Linked DNA regions of Mus musculus: region 1 is linked to region 2. Evidence: chromatin contacts called from public Hi-C data. All regions are on one chromosome and are shown on one strand. Each heading gives the region's core, a stretch centred on a gene start, on an enhancer-like site or on the middle of the called end of the contact. The rest is flanking DNA. Distances are from core to core; before and after follow the strand shown.

Region 1 (7,822 bases), core at 537-3,036, 220 kb after region 2:
TACAGACTGGGGTTCAAAACTGAAGAGAAAGGAGAAAGCAAGCTGAGCAAAAGCGTCCCTTGATCGATTCTTCCTGGCTCTGGATGCAATGGGATCCTCTGCCAGGTCTTCCCTTTGTGGTACACAGTGTCACTATCAGGGAAAGAAGCCCTTCGCTTCTTAAGTCACTTTTGTCTGGTATTTTGATGCTACAATGAGAACAGTCACTAATAGAGAACGTGGGTGCCAGCAAGTAGAGGTGAACATGTTCTTTGGAACTGACTTTTGAGAGGGAGGTGAAAGACTTTGGAGCTATGGGACAGAGATGCTTTTGTAGACTGAGCAGAACTTGGTGGGCCATTCTAGTAGAGTTTGGAAGGATCAGGAGGCTGAGGGAAATGTAGACTCTAGTAAGTGCTGAGCTATGTATGAGCCTTCAAAGGAAAGCAAAGACGCTATTGGGATCTGGGATTGAGGCCATTCAGATTATACTCTGGCTCCATTGCAGTCACGAGAATTTGTATTAGGATGAGTTTAAAGGTAGCAGAGTAAGGGCTGTGGCAGAGCAGATTCAAGGCAGAAGCTTGGCTACCACTCACTACTCACTCACGCCAGGGCTATAGCATGAGATAGCAAATTGTAGAACCAAGGGGCAAGACACAGTGCTCAGCCTTTAAGGAGGTAATCAGAGTTTAAGGGGCAGCCCAGTGGTGGCTGGGGTCACCGGGTTATGCTGGCTTTAGAACCGGGTGCTAGCTTTGCTCATCTCCTGAGGCCAGTCTTTGAGGCAGCCGTTCAGCATCTCTGAATAGCGAATAACAAGCAACAACTCCAGGGTCCTGATCATCTTCCCACGGCAGGCTCACCTCCGCCACCCCGTCAGTGCTCATCTCTTTCAAGTCATGCGGGAGAATGTGGCTCAGCTCTGAAGATTGCCGCGCTATCACATAATGTCATTTCTATTTTGGGTGATGCTAAATTTGCTCTAGGTTGAGACGGTGTTTGCCATATGCCTCCATGGTAAAGGTAAAGGTATTCTTCTTTTCTTTTCTTTTCTTTTCTTTTCTTTTCTTTTCTTTTCTTTTCTTTTCTTTTCTTTTCTTTTCTTTTCTTTTCTGTGAGGAGGAATCCATGGACTGATATTCGGAGACCCTGAGAATACTGTATTTCACAACACGTGACACTCTGTGGGTTTACCATTCACTCTTTGCCTGAGTTGTATCCATGGCTCCTGCTTAAGTTTGTAGCAGCCTCCCAAGTTTGTGCTCCTTCTCATGTTAGAGGCTTCACTTTGAGATCGCTAGCCTTCCGAGGGCATTTTCAATTATGTCACAGGCAATGGTTTTGTGTGTGGCAAAACCGTCTTGTCTCTTTGTACTTCCAGATGGATATTTTATCTCTTCAGAATGAAGATAAATTAGACATTAAATTGAGATGGTGTGTGTTTGGGGGGGGGGGGCGTCAGTTTTGTAGATTTTAGTTTCTTTTTATAAACAGCATAAAACCCATTAAAGACAAGGCTGGGGCAGGGGTGGGGGTGGGGCAGATAACATTCTGAATGTGAATCAGGCTATGGTATATCACCAGCTACTTAAAGCTGTTTATTTTAGATGTCCTGTGATGAGTTGTTTGAGCTGTTCATTTTGTGAGTCCCAAGGGTGAGGTGAACTTGACACCGCCTTTTGGCCAACACTGCAGGGCAGGGCAGGGCCGGATGAGTAACGCTAGCGGCAGTTCAAGTCTCTGGCGACCGTTCTGTACAGCTGTGTTGCTTGTTATTGGGAAACCTGGGCTTTAGATGTCAGAGAACAGCTGGGTCAGAGGTTTACAGCAGGGCTGGTTGCACAGAGAAAAGCCAGCCACAGACAATTTCTGCACCGTCACCCACCGCCACGCCCACCGCCACGCCCACCGCCACGCCCACTTTGTTTCCAGTACAAAACTGCAGCCTCCACATTTGAGGTTCTTCCTTGAAGGGGAAACAAAGACACTTTGAAAACTCTGTGGAGGGAAAGGTTGGGCATCTGTTCGGCTGGATTTGGGGCTGCAGAAAAAAAGCCCTCTGTGCTGGTCACCAGGGCTTAGGTACAGGAAGGCTAGGTGTGAGTGTCTGCCACCCGACTAGTGTTGTACGAAGAATTAGATATGGTCCTGTGACTTCAAGTGCTCCAGGCCACCCTCTACTCCTCCTCTCCCACTTCAGAATGCCCTTGTGCTTATTCACCTTTGTGGCCCAGAGGAGTAAGGTGGAGAAACATATCTGGGAAAGCAACTCAGTCTCATTTTCTGGTTTATTTTGATTTGAATATTTTGAGGGGAAATAGTTATAAAAAGCCCGTGTCACCCTCACAGCTGCAATGGCCTCAGATGTACGTATTAAGATAGAGGAAAAGGAAGTTGTGTTCTTGCAATGGGCACACATGTTCACGCAGAGGATGCCGAGGGAAAAGCCAAAGGCTGCGTCCCTCCTGTTTGCTTTGACTGTGTACCATGGTTCAGTTTGATTCATTGAGCATCTCTCCCTGTGGCTACCCTGAGGTCGGAAAGCAGATGCTTGGGGTTGAATTTCTTTCCCCTTCAGCTTTCTCCTCCATATAATGGAGGCAGTAATTTTTATAGGATATTTGGGGGGGGGGGACAAATAAATGAGCGGATTCTGTTAGCCAGTAGAATGTCCCTGTACATAAGTACCCCTTGCCTCTGCATTCTTTATCTGAACCCCTTCTAGACTCTGTGAACACCTTAAATACATTCCCCAGTAATTAAAGATCGCACTTTAAGCTCCATTGTATAGAACTGAAAACCCAAATTCTTCAAGCATAGTCAAAATAATCTATTGTTCTTTATAGTCTGTAGTTTGGAGTGAAAACCAAAACAAGATAGAATAGGCCTATACATTTCCAAGCATGTGCTACTCAGTGGGCTCTTTAAACGTACACTTGGAGCCCGTGCTTTAACCATACCGGTGTTTTTCTTTTGGTGCTCATGATCAGCCTTGTTTCACAGGCTCCCTCCCTTCCCTTTGTTTTCTAGTTAACATACAGTTCATACCACATTGCAGAGGTTCTGAAGTTGAGACATCCAGAAAATGTCCCTTCCTCCCCTTCCTTACCACCACCTTCCCCCTCATCTTTCCATTTTTCTGTCTATGGTGCTGGGTACTTAGCCCCAGGTTTTGCACAGGCTAGACAGATTCCCCACCATGGAGCAATCCATATGACCTCAGTTTCCTTACTTTTGCCATCCACCTTTGAATTAATAAAAACCTTCTCAAAAGTATAGCCACACAGTTAAAAATTAAAAATATTTTTATATGCATGAGTGTTTTGTCTGCAAGCAGTCCAGTATACCACATGTTTGCCTACTGCCCATGGGGGATGGAAGAGGGCACAGGGAACTGGAGTTGTGGGCAGTTGTGAGCCTCCATGTGAGTGCTGGGACTAGAACTTGGGTCCTCTGGAAGAGCTAGCAGTGCTCTTAACCAGTGAGCTACTTCTCCAGCCCCAACCAGCACCCTTTTAACCTAAAATGGTAGAACCATAAAGGAGTGAGTGGGCAAAGGAATATCTAATATTGTCCTAGCATGTGCTGTTGTCCTAGCACGTGCTGGCTGTGCATGTGAGGTCCCACACAAGCACAGCGAGCATCCAAGGCCGGACTGATGAGAAATTCATTGTCATTTCACATTGTCTGGGAAGCAGAGTGAGCTTCTGTATAGACATATTCAGGTGGTACAGCTGTGCATTCATATTTGAAGAAGTCTGTATTGTTTGGGCTTCAACAGTTTGGAGAGAAGTGCCCAAGTGCGCTGGCATGCGTGGTCAGATTGGCAACCTGTTTGAGTCTGTTAGTGTTGCAGTCACGGGAAGGAACGCGATCCCCAGAGGATTGGCTGGACAGTAGGACTTTCTTTTTTTTTTTTTTTTTTCCAAGTACTTGAAGAGCTGCATTTTCATGAATGTCTGCTTGAAGCCTTTGCTGAGTAATCCCTTTGCTTTTGGACCACGCTGGAGCCTCCACAGATGATCTCCTTGAGCAGTCGAAGAGACTGTGGCGTAGGCGGGACATTCATGGAAATGTTCTGTTAGCAAGCGGCAGGCAGAGCGAGCGCTCCCAGCTTCTAGCTCTGCTCCCACACCATGTCTCCTCTATGACACATGAGGCTCTCAGACTGGTGCATTTCATGAGCTAATCAAGTAATGTTTTCCTTGTGACAGGGAAACGGCGTTTACCTTCTGCCGAAGTATATTAAATATAACCACTTAATTTCTAGAAGGTGGCTTGATAACCCCACGTGTACCTGGAGAGGTGTCCTCTTAGAGAAGTGGACACCTCTTTAAGTAGAATGTCCTTAGATTTATGCAGAACTCATTGCTGTGAGCTGTACAGCTCTCATGCTGCAGGAGACTGCTTTTCTGCTCGCTGCAGCCTGGCCCACTGCGGACTCAGAACAATGCCAGTTCATCTGGAGAAGGGCTTTTCAGAGAGCATCATACGCGCTCAGGTAAACGTCAGAGCCTGGGAGGCAGCTGTTACGCTTTGAGCATCAGATGCTGCCGTCTGCACTCGGTACTTTCTCTTCCGTGCTGTGCCAGGCTCTCAGGAGGTATCATGTTGGGAAAAAGTGTTCATTGAAGTCTATTTGTTTGTACTGTTGAGCTGTTGAATTGCTGAGTTGCCGAAGTGAATATTGGGGGATATTTAAGAGCCTGTGTGATTTTTATATCTTACATGGAACAGTGGCTGAGAACATGAGCATATGGCCTCAATTTCCTGAAGACAAAAATTGAGAAAAGCTATGGTTTTAGTCGAAAAGTTGGAGACTTGATTTCTATTCATGAAAGATCACACACACACACACACACACACACAGCCTTTTCCTACACTAACAGATGACAAAACGTAGCCATGTATGATTAACTACAGCTTGCTGTACTCATGTTTGGAATGTGGCTGTAGACAATGGAGCCAGAACTGACTTCATTTCCGGAGAAATAGTTTCTCTAATAGAAAGTACTAGAGAGGACATTTCCCTCTGTCAGATATAAGAAAAGATGTTTAAAAGCTAAAGACCCGGAGTTAAGCACATGTCCACTTTAAGAACAGTATTCCACTTACACTTATGTATAGAGGATACACTTCTAGTGGATAAGAAAGTTATAAAGGTCTGTGCTCGCTCCCATCGCAATACAAACCATGCCTGCCTCTGCTGAGCTTCCAAGATCAGAGGAAACAGATCAAATTCGAGGCATAATAAAACCTAATCCTGCATATTCTAAGTCATAAATTAAAAGCCCACGGTGGTTAAAAATACGTTAGTCAGCAGTTTAGAGGTGTGTGTGTGTGACAACAAGAATCCAAGTTACAGATTTTGTGATAAATCTTGTCTTCCATCAATAAATCTTGGCTGTAGCTCCCGGAGCTCAGTGCAGTCTGATGGGCATCAGGGACATCTCTGAACTCATACTGTTTCAGCAACGCATTCCCTTTGCAGAGACCTTTATGAGCTGTTTAACCTCACACAACCTCTGTAGTCTGAAGCTTGTATTTCAAAAGGCCAAAAATTAATTGCCCTTTCCTGGGCGATGTGAGCATGACCTCATGTAGTTTTCTATCAGTGCCTTGTACCTTAGTTCCCCCATGCCAGTCAGGCGAGTAGGAAACTGGCTGGTTCACAGAGGACATTTAGAGAGACACCGTGAATGCTCAGGACACCTGTTGATAGATTCACAGTCGGCTTCCTGAGGTCATCTGACATCACCCTAACATGTTGTGGTTCTGTGCAGAGGAGGGGCCATTAAATATGGCACTCTGCAGACTCAGTGACACAAGACAGACCTAACTTTGTTCAGTCTAACACTCCACTGGGCATTTCAGCAGTGTGTTAATGCTGTTTGTGGAACTAATAAGGCACGGAGCAGTTTGTATATACTAAGTCCCTCCTATTTCAGTGGCAGTCTATGTAACTAATTCCACCTGCCCCTTTGCCATGGGCATGTCCTTTCTCTCTCAGACACTAGCCTGGAGTCACTCAGGTAGCCCTAGGAATCCTGCAGCTAGCCCCTGATGGCTGGGAGTGGATCTGTGAAGCCTGATGTTTCTTTCTAATGTTACATGATAAAATACGTGATGGGTAAATAGTCTGTCTTGCTACTGTTGGTGAAAGGAGGAGATGAACTAAATGAGAACTTCCTTTATCCATTCAAGGGATAAATATTAAAAATGTATAGCGATATATATATATATATATATATACACACACATATATGATACATACATATATAATATATTCCTATATACAGGTATACATATATACATATTCATATACATGCACATATATGCACATAAACACATACATATATATTGCCATATAAGACCTGAGGAAAATAACATATTTCCATAAACCCAGACCAGAATAAATCACCATTTGACATGACATGGGTTGAGGCTGAGAAATCTGAGGTTTGGATAATTTCAGTCAGTTTTTTGTCTTGTAGCCTTCTTCTGGAATTTTTCTGGTTGCTTTCTTCCTACAAACACGTTGGAAAGGGTCGTGCTCTCCCCACCCCCATCCTCCCTCCATCCTTCACGCATTCATTTATCCCTCGTAATTATATACTGGATGGATGTCTACTCCATTCTGCGTGGTGGTCTGACCAGAAGAGGACACAGCCTTGGTCCCCCCGATGCTGGTGCTCTGATGCCTTTTTCCCCTCTCTCACTTCCCCAGTCCCACTGTTTGAGGATAGCTCTCCCTGCTCGGCTCCTGTCAGTGGTGTCGTTCCATCCTGAAGAACCTGAACAGGCCCATGCAATGTGTAAGAAGACCTTGGTTCTCAAAGGGCTGATGTCTCAAATTTTGGTTGCACGCTAATTATCTGTTACTAGTTACTGAAGTAAAATGCTTGCGACAATCAACTTAAAAGAGGAAGGCTTGCTTTTGGCCTACGGTTTGCAGAGGGCTCAGTCACCCTTGTTCCATCTGGGCTGTAGCAAGGCAGTAGTACTTCAGGTGTGTGGCAGAGGACCTGTCAACCTCACAGCTGGACAACGATCAGGCTCCCTCAGTTCTCTTCCATGGCATATATGCCCTCCTATGACATTAATGCTGCTACTGAGCCTCGCCTCTTAAAGGCTCCACCACTTGGCAACATCTCTAAGATGGGGCCATTGGAAGGTGGGCCATGTTCAAACATCACAGTTCCTGAGTGGTTCTTCTTCTTCGATCAGCTTTATGGGCAAACACAGAGCTCTACAAGAAAACTGCACATGCCAAATCCACACCTGTGTTAATGAGAGGAATATGGGCTTACTCAACTGTTATGTAGAGAGAGCCACACAGAGAGTGGATCTGAAGAAACAGATAAAGCAAGATCTTACTTTTTTTTTTTTTTTTTTTTTTTTTCGTGACAGGATTTCTCTGTGTAGCCCTGGCTGTCCTGGAACTCACTTTGTAGACCAGGTCCAGACTCTGCTCACACCAATTATAGTGGCCTCAAACTCAGAAATCCTCCTGCCTCTGCCTCCCAAGATCTTATCATTTTTATTTTTTACTATTTGAACAAAGAGCAGTACACCTGTGAAGGAAAGTGGCTGGACAAGCAGATGCCTGGCTCAGGCAGGTGTGTATTTGCACGTGGCAAGCAATAGGAATCGCCCCAGTGAAGGTTTGCTGGTTTTCTGCCTTCGCTCCAGGAGAACACTTGTCCTCAACAAATGGCGGCGGCTGCCTTTCCTGGTGTGGTGCAGCTTCTAAGAGTTGATGTGCCAAAAGCATTATTCCTAGGTGGTACAAGCTCCAAGCCTTCCTTCGTCAATTTTGCAAAGCACCTTCACAGCTGTT
Region 2 (7,405 bases), core at 154-2,653:
ATACAGATGCGATACCTCAGGAGGGTCAAGCCTCGCCCTTCTTTATTGGGCCGTATCTCTCCAGTCACTAGTTTTCCTGTGTGGAGTTTGTGTCACCCTCAGGCTTTGGAGGAGTTGGGAAAGGAGTGTCCGTGGTCTCAGATTCCTCAGACCATTGCCTCCCCCAAACACCGCTAAAACACGGTGTTTCTGAGGACCAAACAGATGGCAGCATCTTGGTTCTCGCCTGGGCCGGTGGTGTCAGTGACGACACACCCACGTGGACGGTAACCTGTACACAAGCTGGCATTGACTTAAAGTTAATCCCAGAGTGTTAAAAATGTCAGAGTGTCCAGAAGTGGGAACAAAGCCTGCAGGGCAGAGCGGCAGAGCATCTACTGGCTGCCATGGAGACCCCACTCCTCCCTCCTGGGATCTGAGAATTGCTGAGGAAGACAAATGTCATCTCAGACAGGTCAGTGCACCACAAGAGGGGCAGGGTCAGTGCTGACTAGCCGTGCATAGAGGGCTGCTTGAGATGTGTCTGAGAGTATTTAAACGGCTTCTGTGTAAAAGGCTTAGTCTGTGACGTGTTTGCCTGTCAATCACGAACGAGAACATGAGTCTGGTCACTGAGGACCCAGGAGGAAGTAGCTGGGTGTGGTGCTACACACATGAAATCCTGCCAGAGTTTCAGGCTAATGAGAGACATGGCCTCAAAAAATCAAAGTAAATAGTACCTGAGGAATGAGAGCTGAGGTTGTTTTCTGCTGTGTATGAGTATGCACACACACACATACACACACACACACACACACACACACACACTCACATACACAGAGGCACCTATATATGAAAGCATATATATGTATGCATATACATACATGCATACACAGACATGGGCACTTGTACACACAAACATGACACATAGATACATACACGTACTTGCATGCACACACATGGGCACTTGTACATACAAATATGCATACATATACACATATACATGTACATATACATACATACATGTACACAGATGGGCACTTGCATACACAAACATGACATACATATACATACACATACATGTATACATACATATGAGCACTTGTACATACAAACATGCATACACAGACATATACATATACATTTACATACACACATGTATGCATGCACACAGATGGGCACTTACATGCACTAACATGCATGCATATGCAATAAATAAAAATCAGAATGACTTCTATGTTGGGCTACGCCTGAGCAGGGAGTGGCCTCTGGGTCCTTGGATGACCTACAGTGCTCTCCAGTCCAGGAACCTCAGCAGCAAGAGCAACAATAGCCACAGAAATGCAGCCAGCACCTCATAGGGGCCAAGTGGTGACGGAGCGGATGTGGCGGCAGTGTGACAAGATGGGCACTTCCCCTAATAGAGAGGAGGCCACAACTGCTGTGATGGGGCAGTGTGACCAGCTGTGGGGAAGGCTTGAGTCAGGCTGAGCAATATGAAATAGCTCAGGATGGACTGATTTGACTCCACCAGTATTTATTTCTGACCATATTGAGCAGCCAAAAGGAAGGGTTATTTTTTGCTATTGAAAGTTGTATTGTGGGGCCATCGAGTCGCCCTTGTCAATGGAAGTCGTCCTGTCTCTATTTCCTCTAGGCTTGATGCTGCCCTGCCTTTCTTCTACTGTGTTTGCCCCACTCCACCCTATGGAATCTCTCTTCCCCCTCCTGGGTGCTGTTCTCTGCTCAGGCCATTCTTCTGGGTGGGCACTGCCTCCAAGGGGCTCTGATCTCCAGCCCCCAGCCAGAGTGGCTGGCTGGTGACCTTCTGTCCAAGGACAAGGACAGCAATGGCATCACCTTCACTACAATGTGGCCACAGCGTGCAAGGTCTGGATACCCAGGAAGGCTTTTGGACTGGGGCCCCCAAGTGGGGAGCAGCTAAGGATGATGACACCCTCCCAGCCTGCTCCAGAGCATTTGGGGGAGGATCTGAGCCAAGAGCCAAGACAAAGAGCAGCCCCAGTCCTCATATCATTTGATATTGTTGGAAGCAAATGGAGGATGCCGGCCATCAGCAGGTAGTGCTGCCGTGCCTGATGTCCACCAGGTAGCACCAGAACCTTGGGTCCTGGGCAGACTTTGGGCTAATGGACACCCGGTTTGTTCTTGTTCCATGTTGGGCCACCTTGCCTCCTGTATGTACTGTCCCTAGGATAAAGCCCCCTGCCTACAATATACAGACAGATACATTATAGGGCCCTCTGCTGAATTAGTTGGCTCTGATGGCCAGCAGAGTTGCTAGGCACACAGGCCCTCTATGTCCCCAGACTTACTGGTCAAATGGAATCCTAAAGAGTATGAATGCCACCTGGCCCTTATGTTTAGGGGCAAGAAGCTGGTTGGTACCTTGAGCCATGTGTGGGGACATTAACTAGATACAGAGGGAAGAGGGAGTTTCCTTGACTCCTTGCAGTACCCTGGGTCACCAGGCCCCCAGAGCTTCCCTTTCCTTTATCCAGGTGGCAGCATAGTCCCTCCCCACATGGGGACCTCAGGGGACTTTGAATAAAGTTTGGCCTAGTGGATCACTGTCTGGGCTCACCATTCAGCAAAGACACCAAGCCTTACACAATAAACAGACATTGTCTCAGGTTTCTTCAAAGATAACTTGAATTTTGTTGCTTAACATCCTGGGGATTGAAACCCAAAACTGTGGTGATAGCAACAGAACGTCGACTGGAGGTTCTGTGAACCTCGACTGGAGGTACTGAGCCTAAAGAGAGAGGACATGATTCATGATTGCAAAGCAGCGACTGAGCACACTTGCTGGGGTGTGCTGCAGGATTAAGTAACAGGTTAGGGCCAAGTCAGGAATTGTGCCCGTGGTGACTGGCAGGCAGCTGCACAGTCTGAAGCCACAAGTGGACAGCACAGGCTATGCCTAGTCCTTCCCACCTCAGAGGTAAGTGCTCTGCAGAAAGAAAGATGGCCAGAAGACATAAAGAGCACAGATAGTTGTCACAATCACATCTCCAATAGCCCAGTCTGGAGATCCCAGAACAGCCCCTTACATGTGGGACCTGCCCCACCTCAATTAGGCGATGCACCTGAGTGGCTGCTGGTGGCCTTCGTTGCTATCCCTTCCTATTTCTTGGCTGTGGCTGTCGAAGTTGGGGGTTAGAAGATGTCTGGAGGGATGGTGGGGCAGCAGAGATCAGGAAAGGCAGATTTGGAGCCTGGGCTGGGGCCAGAGAAGCAGGCTCCTCCCACCAACCAGGCTCCCCCCACCAACCAGCCTCCTCCCACAAACCCAGTGCCAATACAGTCCAGCAAGAAAAGCCACCAACACAGCCTTTATAAGGGAACTGAGGATACTAAATCCACTTCCATAAACAGTCACAAGTGTGGGCTAATGAAGGGTGCCTTTGCACCAGGATTCTGTCCTCTGTCAGGCTAGGAGGTTGAGCCAGGCCAGCCGCTTGGCTCTGTCCTCTCAAGTCTTCTTTGCTCACTTGCGACTGATGTACCATTCAGGATGACAGGTGCTTGCACTGTAAGGCCAGTTTCAGAGATTCGTCAGAAGCACAGACACCAACGCTCGCACACGCGCAGCAGCTTGCTTGAGCTCCCACGTTTTCAGTTCACCGAGGTCTCCTAGCTTCCTGTTGTCCTAGCACTGCCGTCGGTCCTTTCTCTTGTTTTGTTTCAGCTGCTTGCTTGTGTCTTAAGTGAAGCAACCAAATGGGGGCACCTTGGCAAGTGGGGGGAAGGGCTGTTCTGAGGCAAGCAAGAAGGATGCAGTAAATAATGTCAGCCAGTCTGGGCAGGGCCAGATAGAGGGCCAAAGGAGGTCATTTTAGTGAGAAAATGATTTCTACAAAATCGGAGAAGCCAGAAACTGATACCAAGTGCTCAGGTATAGATAAGATGCCATCGTGTATATAACCTGTTCTTCTGGCTTAACTCCCTAGCGATGGGGCAGCAATGAGTTGAAATCAAGAACCCTGTGGCTGTTGGCTTAGAGTCCTTTGGGTATATGCCGGGCTGAGCCACATGGTGGCTCTAGTTTTAATTTTTTGAGGAAGCTCTGTTCTGATTTTTCACAGTGGGTGCAATAGTTTACACCCACCACCAACAGTGCATAAAAGTCCCCCCATCCTACCCAACATTTGTTGTCTTTTTGGTGACAGCCATTCTGACTAGGGGGAGCTGGTACTCAGTGTACCTTTAATTTCCATCCCCTCCCCTCCCCTTCCCCCTCCCCCACGGGCTTTCACAAGAGCGTCTTCCCTTAATGTGTGCCCCAGGGACTGCAGATAAATCATATGGATTTCTTAGGTTACTAAAGAATGATCCCACCTCCTCACCCCGCCCCGCCCCCCGTGCTTTGGGATACTTGTCCACAAGAAACGTACTAATTTTCTGTTTATATTTCACACCAAATCTCATTCAGTAAATTGCAGAGGGCTGGGGAGATAGTTTAGTTGATGAAGTATTTGCCTCGCAAGCATGAAAGATTTCAGTTCCAACTTCAGCATCCACATAAAAATGTCGGGTGTGGTGGTGTAGGCTTGTAAGCCCAACCCTAAGAAGGTGGAGCTAAAGGATCCTTGGGCTCACTGGCTGGCCAGCTTGGCTTACTTGAAAAGCTCTAGGCCAGCGAGAGACCACCATCTTAAAAAAAATAGGGAGTGAGTAGGTGGGTGGGGGAACACCTTCATAGAAGCAGGGTAAGAGGAGATGGGATGGGGGGCTGCAGAGGTAACATTTGAAATGTAAATAAATAAAAAAAATATTTCCTAATTGAAATTATCCCTACATCTTTAAAAAAATAAAGATAGCCAACACCTGAGGAATGGCATGTATGCAAAGTAGTTCTCTGGCCTCCATATGCATTTCCATGCGCATGCGCCTGAACTCTCGTAAACATGCGCACATGAGCACGCATGGATAACACATGCTCTTGAAGAGCAGCGTGTGCTTTTACTGCAGCGCTGGCTCAGGGGCAGCCATGGGAGTGTCTTCTCAGCTAGCATGACCACTCCAGATACAACTTCACACCTTCATAATAATTTGGATCATTTCTCTTCTGCAAAGGGCTAGTACAAGAGTGGGCTCGGGTCTAGCAACCCAAACCCCTTCACAGGGGAGCTGTAACTTCATCCTACCAGAGTCAGCTGAGAGGATTCCTCAGTGTCTGCAGTGGATGAAGAATTGGGGTTTCCAGTTAATCTTAAACGATGTGATGGCATGCAGGTGGCCAGACATTCATTGGAAAGTGAGGTACCTGGGACCTAGAAAGTTAGGTTGGTAAAGAACAATAGACTTTTCGGGTATTTTATCAATCCGTGACTCAAGAAGTGTAGCCTGTGAAGAAAATTAGGAGAAGTCCATGTTCAAAAGCCAATGTGGTGAGGCCCAATAATGTTCAGCAGCCCTTGGCTAGCAGGGAATGGAAGCTGCCTAAGGCCCGTCCCTTGGGAGTTGGTAAACAATGACTTTATTTCTTTTAATCAGCTGTAAGATTTGGGGACTTTTGAGAAAAATAAGCATTTCTTATAATCATTAATTAAAAAAAAAGATTTATTATTGTATCTAAGTACACTGTAGCTGTCTTCAGATGCACCAGAAGAGGGAGTCAGATCTCATTATGGGTGGTTTTGAGCCACCATGTGGTTGCTGGGATTTGAACTCAGGACCTTTGGAAGGGCAGTCGGTGCTCTTAACCACTGAGCCATCTCTTCAGCCCCATACTCATTAATTTTTAAGGGAATGTACCTGTAACAATGTCATTAAGGGCCAAGTGCTTGCTGCACAAGTGTGACGTGGGACTTGGTGACCAGGTGGTCTAACCAAAATGGTGAATTCCAGGTTGAGTGAGGGACTTTGTCTCTCCACAGAAAGTGGAGACTGTTTGAGGAAGACATCCTGATGTTAGCTTCTGGGCTTCACCGTGTGTACACTGGTGAATGTTTTGTGGGTAGGCTTGCATGTATACATATGCACACACGTACACACATGCACAAAGAGACAGAGGCACAGAGATAGAGAGAGAGACAGAGAGATCACATGGTAAAGAGAGAACAGGACAAGAAGCTGGTGGCTGCTACATGCAAACTTGGGATGGATGCAACTCAGGCCTCCAGATGTGGTGGTTATAGGGCAGTCAGCTGTGTCTGCTACCACTCCTGAAGACAACCTTTGTAGGATTGCCAGGACAAGATCCCCATGGTCCCTCGGGCCCCTGGGAAGCATCTCTCTTACTCTTAGATCTAAGAGGGAGGACCTTGTCCACACTCTGGGCAGTATGCCTTTCTTCTTTGTCCTTCATGGTCACTCAGATGACCCTAGGAGCCCATTGGAAGTTCTTGAAGACTTAAATGTAAGGGACATGCCCTGAAACACCCAGTGTTAGCTTTTCAAATGTCAACGAACCGCAGTGCAGCTGGCCTGGTTCAGTTGATCTAAACTGGGGCGTGGGGACCACACAGCTTGAGACCCACTTGCCTGAGTGATGGCTAAGGCCAGGCCTCCAGTGCCCCTCCCCTTCCTGTGCAATTAGAAGCCACTTTCCCTTGAGCCACAAAGAGGCCTCACTTGGCAATGCAGGTCAGGCTTGCTCACCAGAGCAGCATGCCATGCCCGTCAGCACTTTAGGGCAAGCAGAGTCCTCCCCGTGGCAGAAAGGGAGTAGAGCACAGGAGGACAATGTGCATCTCTCATTATGGAAAAGCTATCCGGCCACTGTATGCAACTGTGCTCAAAAAATTGCATCGGTGACGATGAGGTTGCTTAAGGATTATTTTACTATTTTGTGTGTATGCTTATTGCCTGAAAGTATGTCTGTGCACCACCGGCATGCAATGTCCAAAGAGACCAGAAGAGGGTGTCGGATCCCTGGAGTTACAGATGAGAGCTGTGGATCTAACCCTGGGTCCCCTGGAAGAGCAGCAGATGCTCTCAACCGCTGAGCCGGCTCTCTAGCTCTTGAAGTTGCTTTTTAAAAATCTATAAGAAACTGTCACTAGGTTGTCCTGAAAAAATACAAGCTGCTATCAAACTTCTGAAAAATAGTTGGTGGTATCAACTGCTTTTGTGGGCTGATGTGATTGTCAGAGGGTCTGGGCCAGGTTGCCATCTGTACGCACATACTGTTAGGTGAAGCTCGAAGCTTGCACAAGAGGCCAGGTTGAGATAAACATGGATAGACGTGGGAGGGAAACGTGCTATTGATCTTTGCATTCATGATTTATGTAAATTGCATTTATACTTGTTGCCTGAAGTAAAACCTTCTCCAACTCCCGCTATCCCACTCAACAGCTCTTTGAACTTTCTATGCTCCCTGGTGTTTTGAGATGAAAACTTTTTGTTGCAAATAGCTAGTTTTGCTTTCTCTTTCCCAAATTCAAATTGTGTGGTTCTC

What was found. Hi-C and Micro-C count contacts between places; a contact is called where the count stands out from the background.
Region 1: a Hi-C map of muscle stem cells shows a contact between it and region 2, with 2.6 times the contacts expected there. The contact joins two enhancer-like sites. A contact is called at or near these places in 5 of 484 Hi-C or Micro-C datasets (muscle stem cells, nephron progenitors, uterus and 1 more), 2 of 115 datasets of contacts at active chromatin or transcription factors (embryonic basal ganglia and neural progenitor cells) and 1 of 9 other capture datasets (liver).

The regions. Positions count from the first base shown.
Region 1 is chr17:8,854,800-8,862,621 of GRCm38.p6, forward strand. The region is part of intron 1 of Pde10a (phosphodiesterase 10A); the gene reads left to right. Among named protein-coding and RNA genes, the nearest start is that of Gm34321, 38 kb to the left of the region's middle. Within about 2 kb of position 1,787, at least 124 of the 459 cell types and tissues checked have an H3K27ac peak or open chromatin away from gene starts, as enhancers often do. A contact at or near this core is called in muscle stem cells, where this site is marked.
Region 2 is chr17:8,633,343-8,640,747 of GRCm38.p6, forward strand. It overlaps a transcript of Pde10a not described here. Among named protein-coding and RNA genes, the nearest start is that of Gm46585, 98 kb to the right of the region's middle. Within about 2 kb of position 1,404, at least 15 of the 459 cell types and tissues checked have an H3K27ac peak or open chromatin away from gene starts, as enhancers often do. A contact at or near this core is called in muscle stem cells, where this site is marked.